Linked DNA regions of Mus musculus: region 2 is linked to region 1. A link is a contact called in public HiChIP or PLAC-seq data. All regions are on one chromosome and are shown on one strand. The core of a region is the stretch at or near the end of the contact, and the rest is flanking DNA. Distances in the headings are between cores, read along the strand shown.

Region 1 (4,608 bases), core at 898-3,397:
GGTGGCCAGAAGCTTAGAGTTAGGTTACTGCAGGGCCACACTTCCTCTAGAGGACCTGAGAGGCACCTTCCTGCCTGGTCCAGCTTCTTGGTTTATCTCTGCCTCTTCCTTAAGCATCCTTTCCCCCTTGGCGTCTGTGTCCTTTCTCCTCTCAGAGTAATGCCCCACTCCTATCCAGGATGCCCTCACGGTCATCTTGATCTTAATGGCATCTGTAAGACCATATTTCCAGAAGCGTATCTTCCGAGGTGCTGGAGACCCACGGGTACTCATGCAGGATGTAGGAGCAGCCTCGGGGACCTTTCTATTGTCCCAAAGCCCTCTCTATCTCCCATTAGCAAGTTATGGCCTGTCACTGAGCAGAAGGCTGTGATTTCCAACCTGGCAGAAATGCTGTAGCATGGACACAGGACTTGTATTCCAGGACCCAAGGCACCTACTATCCTTCCAGGGGAGCCGTGTTAGCCTCCCGGGGAGAGCCAGAGTGTATTGGGCTCGAGTCAGCTGAGGACAGTTAGGAGATGGGGACAGCTGAGGACAGTTAGGAGATGGGGACACTTTGATAGATGTGACGCCAGTCACAGATTGCGGTGACTTTTGAGTATCACTGCGAATAGGGAAAGCTAGGAGGGGTGCTCTTGAACCCTTCAGGGATAGAACCCTGCAGTGACCGTTTAACCCACCATTGTTTGTCGTTGAGGTTAGCCAGGTATAGTGACTTTTGAGCTCAAAGACTCCTGCCCAGTGGAGGCCACTAGGTACCCTCAGCTCCAGGGTCCATGGTCTGAAGCACTGTACTCCAGAATCTGGGATGGAGTCCTTGGATCTCCTCGCCCTCAGCCTTTCCCTCCTGTCAGTCCCAGGGCTAGTTGGTGTGGATGGATGTCTCCTATGGCTGACTTGCTTACCCCTGCCCTTGGCCATCCCTGAAGGTAGCTTAGAGTATAGGATCCATTGCTGGGGTTGTCAATGAACTCAACCCAGAATGGGGAGGGATGAGAGGCAACCAGGAAGAGAAAGCAGGAGGGGAGCTCCCAGAGAGCATGGCAGCCATGGCCTGAGGTGAAGATAGAGGTCTCTGGGAGTTAGTAGGCTCTACATCCTCCTTGGTTGGGCGCCCAGGGTCCCATGTCTGTGTTCTTCATCTCCACACAAAGGCATCCATTTCCTGTGAGACCAGAGGGGTAACTCCACGGAAGGCAGAGCACCCAGACGTGGTTCTCACCTTTGGCCTGTCTGGCCAGTGTCTCCTCTGCGGCATGGAGACCCTGCCCCTGCCTCACCTGAGTGGGAATCTCTCCCCTGGGTCCCGTCCCAGGTGGAAGATCAGGGGTAGCTCCGTGTGTTCTTCCTGGGTGTGGGTTGTAACTCCTGAGACGTTCTGCCCGGGGCAGAAGTCAGTGCCCTGCAATGAGAGGCACAGAGAACAAGTGGGCATCCAGGACCCAGAAGCCCATGCAGCAGAGATGCCCTACTAGTCCAGCTGCTCACACATCCCTCGCGCCTGGTACTGCGGTGTTCCCTGGGGAGTGAACGTGAGAGCGGTTGGATCTGGTCACCTCCTGGATGGGGGAAAGCTTCAGGAGGAACTGCTTAGCATCTGTCTCTGGGCGGCTCCCCAAGTTTTTTCCATAATAGTCTGGGCAGCTAGGCTGTAATCTCAGCACTCAGGAGATAGAAGTAGGAATATCTTGAGTTTGAAGTCAGCCTGGGCTACAGGAGACCCTGCCTCAAAACAGATGAAGCCGTCTGGACCGGCTAACGCTTTGATTTTGAGGAGTGCTCCTCAGAGCGCCATAAAGCCTTTTCAGTGTGCGGCCAGGAGAACAGTGGCCTCTCAGAAGATGACGAGTCAGGGTGAGTCACTAGACCAGACACAGGAAGAGGGACCTTTGGCTTGAAAGCTGAGAGAACGCAGACCCAGAGCTGAACACGTGAGCTGAAGTAAGGGACAAAACAGCCGTGACCAGGCTCGAGGGAAGGGCACAGGCTGTGGAATCATGACCACTGCCTTCAGAGGTACAGAGGGAAGGCGGAACACATACTCAGGCTGTACGGAGTCAGTCCCTGCAGCTTCCTCTCAGATAGTTTGGCTGCTGCGGCTACCTTTCCTGGGTGCAGTCTGATTCCATTACAGCCGTTTGTGTGTACAAGCTTGCCCTTTGCCCTGGACCTCCCCTATGAGATTTCGCTGCGTACTCCTTGGGGTGGACTGATGTAGGAATGGAGAATGCCCCTAACCACGCCTCCAACAGTCTCAGACAGGAGCTGTGACTCAGTTGCCCTAGTGTCAGCCAACTCAGCAGTGGGAGACCTTCCTGTAGGGTCTGTATACATTTGACACGCAGCGCCGTTCACTAAGGAAATGTCTGCAGCACCTTGTGTAACACTTCTGGGATGGACAGCTGGTTGGTGCAGCAGTTTACAGTCTATAAAGCAGGGAGGCCATAGCCTATGAAGTTCCATTTGTGAGGAGCTGCAGAGATACAAGTTGGGGACTGGAAGGGTGGGCTATATTACAGTCAAAGTGGGTCCCGAATCTAGGCCTCCTGGAGCGTCCTGCCAGGGGACAAACTGTGCAGCACACAGCAGGAAACCACAACCATTAGCATGAAAATACCAAACAGTTAATGGAGAGGTCTAGATGGAACTCATAAATTATAATTTGGATGCAAATCAAATAAGCTATTTAATTAAGATCCCGCTAATTGGTCTAGGGTTTCTCTTACAGCTGCAGTTGTGTGAGTGCCTTGCTCGCCCTCAGGGCACCTCCGGGAAGTCAGCCTGCTGTAACACTTCATCCTCCCCGCAGAGCAGGCCTCTGGCCTGGCTCTGGATGCACAGCGGGATGGGGACAGGCAGACTGCTAGAAATCTCCTGATTTTGGAGAGGTGGTAAGGGACAGGACACTCGGGTTGGCTCACTCTCCTGGGAGATCAAAGTTCAGGTGTAGCAGCTGAGACCTCCATCTTAGGTCTGAAGCTAGAACCTGAGGCTTGTTAAGACAACCCCAGGAGCCCGGTGTGGTGGCACTCGGGAGGCAGAGGCAGGCAGATTTCTGAGTTCAAGGCCAGCCTGGTCTACAAAGTGAGTTCCAGGAAAGCCAGGGCTACACAGAGAAGCCCTGTCTCGAAAAACCAAAAAAAAAAAAAAAAAAAAAAAAAAAAAAGACAACCCCAGGAATCCAGGAGTGAAGGCCCAAGACCTGGGAGTTCTCTCACACCAGAAGCTCACGAACACTAGCAGAGGCAGATTGTAGCCTTTTGTCTGTAACAACCACCCTTTACCTGGGCCTCAACCCTGAGTCAGACCGTGAGAACTGAGGACAGCGGCAGTTTACAGGACAAAGTTCGGCTAATAACAACTGAGTAGTTCAGGCGATCTCAGGTGTTTTCCAACTTCTTAACAGTATCAGCCCTCCTCACTCCGTGGATGCTGCAGAGACCCCCTTCAGCACGGGCCACGTGGTGTGGAACCCTGGACAACATTCTGGCTCAGACGTTGCTTGCCCTCCAACAACACTGCCACCAATTAAAAATGAATGGGAGAACAGACTCCCTCCTAGAGACAGAAGCAGGCTTGATGGTGGGCGTGTGTGTGGTGAGGGCAGTGGCCAGCCTAGTTCACAGCGCACAGGACCCTAGGCCCTCAGCTACAGAGGGCAGGGCTAGAAAGGGAAGAGGGGAAGTGCTCAAGATGGACACACAGAGATGGATTCCGAGTACGGGTGTGGGCAGTGGAGACCAGGCTACCAGGCTAGTCAGATCTCAAGGCAGCAAAGGACAGGCGAGGGAGGGCCTGGGTACATCAGTGTCCACGAGGAACTGCCGCTAGACCTGGCGGTGAGCGGGAGGAAAGGCCTTAGGCCTAGTGACCTCACTGGAATTCCAGGTGTTCTCCATCTCTGCAGCCAGCTCAGCAGGAAGGCAGGCAGGGCGGGGCGGGGACCAAGCGTCTCCTTCCAAGGCCTTCTACAGGACCCCAACCCTAATGGGCCTGGGACCCTTGTCCATCTGTGTATTTACTCCTCACCTCCACCAGGCCTGGCTGATCTCTAGCACTGGGTTGGGAGGGAGATGTAAAGTCTCAAACCAGACAAACAGCTGAGGTGCCTACTTAACAGATCAAAGCAGGCCTAGCTGCCAGGTTCTCCCTGCATCCCTCAGTCAGTTACAGGGTATGGCTGGCATACCCTACTCCCTACCCTGAACTCTCCAGTGCAGGGGGCACGGAGCTAGGCTGCTCTTGATCCAACCTTTTGGTTACCCACCCCTTTTGTACATTTGGCCTCCTGGCTCCTGCACCTGGTTGCCCCCACTTCGGATCTCCTCACAAGGCTCAGGGTCATGTCCGCTCTGGACTCTCACAGAGACAGGTCTCTGACTCTAGCTATGATCTCCGTTTTATCCTCCACTCTACCTGAGAGCAGTCCTATCCCTTCCTTTTTTCGTTTTCTCATTCAGAAGGGGTGTTAAGGGTGGGGCCTGCCTGGCATCACTACCTGCCCATCAGTCCATATGGAGTAGTCACACCAAGGGATTCTGGGTTCTACTGATCCCCAGGCCCAAGAAGGAAGTGGAGCAAGATACTCAAGTGACCCAGAACAGG
Region 2 (4,608 bases), core at 680-3,179, 190 kb after region 1:
TCCTGGCTGGTTAGTCCACATCTCTTCTGTTAGTGACTATCTGGATAACCTCAAATATCTGGTCATTCCAGACAACCCATGCTGTGGTCACTGAAATGTCAATCAGAAGCTCAGGGGCTGGATGGGACTGGACCCTGTGGGCCTCTTGTTATTTGTGTGTGTGTGTGTGTGTGTGTGTGAGAGAGAGAGAGAGAGAGAGAGAGAGAGAGAGACAGAGACAGAGACAGAGACAGAGACAGAGACAGAGAGACCACAGAAGCCGGATCGCCCATGGAGCTTGAGTTACAGGCATTTGTGAATTGCTTGGTATAAGTGCTTAGAATCAAATTCAGACCCCCTGGGAGGGGAATACCACTGAGCCATCTCTCCAGCCACTCTATCTCTTCTCTTGATGGTTTTGTGGTTTTGTTTGTTTGTTTGTTTGTTTTTGAGACAATCTTATGTATCCCAAGCTGACCTCAAACTCTCTATGTAGTCAGATAACCCTGAATTTCTAATCCTTTTGCTTCCACATTCTAAATACTGTGATTAACATGTCTTGTTTAGGCATAATCCTGGGGGTTATGCTAACAACTGAGCACTCCAAACCCAAATCCAGACTCTTGATGATTTCCAAGGCCCAGGGGTCACAGAATCTGTCTCCATTCTGGCCATGTTTAGGACTATGCTTTGGGTGTAGACATTTAAGCATAGAAGTCCTAGGGTCTGTGGTGTAAATCCCAATGTTAGACATTTTGATTCACGTTGATTCTCTGCCTCTTCCTCTCTTTGATCTCACTTGCCAAAAAAGGGAAAAGAAAAGGAAACAAAAAGTTTGTTAGAAACTGTATAACTTCAGAAGCCTCCTGAATTTTGTGTATGGCTATTGTAAAGACACCCAGTGCTCTCCTCAGAAGCCCACATCAGTACTAGGGCGTCTACCATCCTTCGCCTAAATCAGTTCCCTCACCAGTATGTCTCAATGGTAATGCTTAAAACTATATTAAAGCTACGTCTTGCTAACTCCAAATGTGCTTCATAATGAATCTTCCTGAAAGCCTAAGTCAAGAATCCGTGTTTTACCTACATGGAGGTCTGTGAGACTTCCCCAGCTGCTGCAGGGAGAGGAGTTTTGTCTATAGCTTTGCTGCCACTGACAAACAGACCTTAGTGTTTCAAGGTTTATCTTTACTGTACAGAAAGCATTTAGTATCCTACCCTAAAACTGGCTGTGGAGGCATAGATCTGTAATCCCTATACTCAGGAGGCTGAGGCAGTGGGATTACCAGGAGTTTAATGCCATCCTGTGCTACAGAATGAGACCTTGCCTCCATCCTGCCACAGTTCCTGGTCTGTGTCACAGAGGTGTGTTTAGCATATAGACCCCCCCAGCTGCAAGCCGAGGAACCCCTCTTCAGGGGCCAAGGGAGTCCATTTACATCCTGATTTGGCGAAGATGGTGACCACAGCTGTGTGGTCCCTTTGGCCACGGGAGCCATCATGCCTATTAAAATGATCGTTGAGAGCTGAGAATACAGCTCCAAGTCGTTGCGGTGCTTGTCTAGCATGTGTGAAGCCCCAGGTTTCATCCTTGGCACTACGTAAGCCGAATGTGGCGAAGCAAGCCTATAATTAGTCATCTCTCAAAAGGTAGAGGTAGGTTACCCTTAGCTACATTGCTGGCTTGGGCTACATGAGACCCTGTCTCAATAACAACAGTTAAATAGGACCCAATGCAAACAACTCACAGTACTTGTTCCATCAGGACAATGGATCCAGAGATCTGGTAACAGATGTCAGGCACCTAAAGGCCACTCTCTGCCAGTCCCTCTCAAGACTTGCGAGCAGATGGAGTATGCGAATGAGCAGGAACGTTCGTTCCCGGAACGCATTTCTCAGGCGCTGCATCCCGGGACGTATTAGATCGACGGACACTTTTCGCCTGCGGACACTTTTAGGTGTAGGACTCATTCCGGCCCGCTTCACCTACCTGGACAACCTCGCACTCCCGTGCCCCACCCCTGACACCCCCACCCCAACCCCGCCTGACCCCAGGTGAGCGCGCAGCAGACTACAAGAAAGGGGGTGTCGAGGTGAGCTGGAGCTGACCCGGGGGCCGTGGGACCTGTCGGGCAGGTGTCTGTCACAGCGTGAGGGACACTTCTGTAAGGACCCGGGATGACGTCACACGAAACCCCTCCCCGATTTGTTTGCGCCGAGCACCGTGTGGGATGCAGGTCGCCAGGGTCCTGGCTCGGATGGGTCCCGAGAGCCGACTAGGGCGTCAGGGACGGGACCAGCGTGCATGCGAGGAAGGGCTTCTGGATTTGGAAGCGGGTCCGGGAATTTCTCTAAAAGAGAAGTGTGTTGATTCTCATCCTGGAAGGGAGGGAACTTGCCTGTGGCTGACCACTAAGACCCGTGAGAGCCTCCAGATACTGCTGTAGGAGCACATCTAAGCCATAGGCTGTCCCGAGAGGGAGTCCTGAAATCGGAAATGCGCTAAGCGTTTTCAAGGCCAACGTGATTATTGTAAAACCGGTGTCCCTGCTGCCCTTGTCTCCAGACGGATGTAGACATACCTTTCTGATGACATCCCTGGACATGAAGTGGGTCAGGGAACCATGCACAGCCAGATGCCCTGAATAGACAGTGTTTTGCCCTAAAGAACTGGCTCTGGTTGGACGAGCTGGGAGTTAGCTCAATGCTGACAGATGTTTAATGATTGGGCCAGGCTCATGCTTGAAGACTTTCTTAGTTGGGGTTTCTATTCCTGCACAAACATTATGACCTAGAAGCAAGTTGGGGAAGAAAGGGTTTATTCAGCTTACACTTCCATGTTGCTGTTCATCACCAAAGGAAGTCAGGACTGGAACTCAAACAGGTCAGAAAGCAGGAGCTGACGCAGAGGCCATGGAGGGACATTCCTTACTGGCTTGCTTCCCCTGGCTTGCTCAGCCTGCTTTCTTATAGAACCCAAGAGTACCAGCCCAGGAATGGCACCACCCACAATGGGTCCTCCAACCCTTGATCACTAATTGAGAAAAGGCCTTGCAGCTGGATCTCATGGAGGCACTTCCTTAAGGGAGGCTCCTTTTTCTGTGATAAATCAGGCTTGTGTTAAATTGACACAAATCCAGCCAGTACAAAGACCAAAGTGGCTTTGGAGGCCTGCACTGGTCCCATTTCCATATATGAGAGAGTAAGACAGTGCCTCAGAGGGGACATGGTAGAACTTATAAGAACTGACGATGGCACAGCAGTGCCACCCCAGCATGAGTACAGCTGTCCACACAGGAATCAGTTTGCTCTTTCCTCTACCACCCTCTCTGACCTGTCACCCCAGGGTCAGTGTGTCCTCCTCATGGGGGCCACTGTTCTTGCTGGTGTGGGTGTCTCCTCACAGAATGAGGGCCCCATGGGTAACTGTAACTGAGTCTATTCCACAAGGAGCCTGGCTTGATACCTCCTGATGCCCAGTGTCTGTCCATGGCTACCAACGTTCAGGGCTCAGGACTCTACCCCAGAGGTCCTGGAGCTGCATCAACTCTGCCTGCTCCAAATCTTGTGACCACCCTACTGTGTTGCTTATGCCTGGTTAGCCAGGTTGACTCAGCCCTACCACCTCATGGGGTACGGAGGTGTCCAAAGGAGGGTGCCAGATAGATTGGTGGAGGCCAGCGCTCTATTACACAAGTGTGTTTGAGTGTCTCTGATCTACTTATGCTTTTCAAAGGACCATTGGCTAGTGTCAGTTAATGCCATGATCACTTGTGTGAGCGTACTGTATGCACAACTTTTGTGTCCCTAAGGTCGTAGTGTTAATGCAACAAGGGGGGAAGGTTTGCACGTATTTGTGCTACTGCTAAGAGGGCTTCTTTCTCATGATCCAAGCTCTTGCCCTCCCTAGGACTAGAGGCCTGTATCAGGAGGGCTCTCCCATGCCCTTGTTCCTGTGTGCCATCATCTCTCCAGGCAATTCTTCATCAGTAACCTGGTCTCCGGGGTTCCTTTGTGCAGCTTCCTGATGCTGATGAGTTTCCACATCTGGGTGCTAGGCAACAGGCAGTACCTCCTGAGTGCTGGGCTCTCTGGGTGCTTCAGAAGGAGAGTTGTGCCATTTGGAGGCTGTAGTGTAGCATCATGTTAGATGCTTCTGGTGTCTCTCACACAGCAGGTCTTTCTGTGTGAGTTTCTCTATTTTCTGTTCCCTTGTGCAGAGAAAATAGATGAATGACAGATGTTATATCCTTCCTGTTGATCCACTCTTCCCCCAGAGCATCCTGGGACATCTCACACTCTAACCCACAGGAATCTGGTCCCAAGTCTGTAACTCAGAAATACCACCCAGCGCGTCTTTCTCTTGCTTTTGGCATCTCTGACTGTGAAACAAATAGAGAAGTTGTTGGCGTGAGAATTAAAGCACCCCGATTTACTCCGTGCTTGCTGACTTCTGGAAGCCCACATGGCTGTCAAGTTCTTGGCTTCTCTTGCCTAGCCCTGCTGTCGCCTGCATTTTTTTTTTTTTGGTGTCTTTATAGAAGTAGAAATCCAGAGTGTGAACAGCCTGGGACCTCTGAGCCCCTGTGGAGCAGAGCTGAGAGCAGCTGTGGGGCCCTCACTGCCTCA

What was found. HiChIP or PLAC-seq counts read pairs in DNA pulled down with a chosen protein or histone mark.
Region 2: an HNF4G HiChIP or PLAC-seq map of pancreatic cancer cells shows a contact between it and region 1. The contact joins the promoter of Acsf3 here to the enhancer-like site in region 1. A contact is called at or near these places in 13 of 39 promoter capture datasets (the 3T3-L1 cell line, cranial neural crest, embryonic stem cells and 9 more), 5 of 115 datasets of contacts at active chromatin or transcription factors (bone marrow-derived macrophages, cardiomyocytes, effector CD8 T cells and 2 more) and 4 of 9 other capture datasets (adipose tissue, embryonic stem cells, macrophages and 1 more).

What each region holds. Positions count from the first base shown.
Region 1 is chr8:122,583,629-122,588,236 of GRCm38.p6, forward strand. Galns (galactosamine (N-acetyl)-6-sulfate sulfatase) reads right to left here. Exons shown (of 14, transcript NM_016722.4): 12 at 1,284-1,405. It also overlaps the pseudogene Gm34962. Among named protein-coding and RNA genes, the nearest start is that of Aprt, 9.0 kb to the left of the region's middle. Within about 2 kb of position 2,148, at least 95 of the 459 cell types and tissues checked have an H3K27ac peak or open chromatin away from gene starts, as enhancers often do. A contact at or near this core is called in bone marrow-derived macrophages, macrophages and pancreatic cancer cells, where this site is marked.
Region 2 is chr8:122,773,557-122,778,164 of GRCm38.p6, forward strand. It overlaps Acsf3 (acyl-CoA synthetase family member 3), which reads left to right and starts at 1,930. Exons shown (of 10, transcript NM_144932.4): 1 at 1,930-2,034. It overlaps Gm39271 (a long non-coding RNA gene), which reads right to left and starts at 1,892. Exons shown (of 3, transcript XR_879309.2): 1 at 1,728-1,892; 2 at 1-777.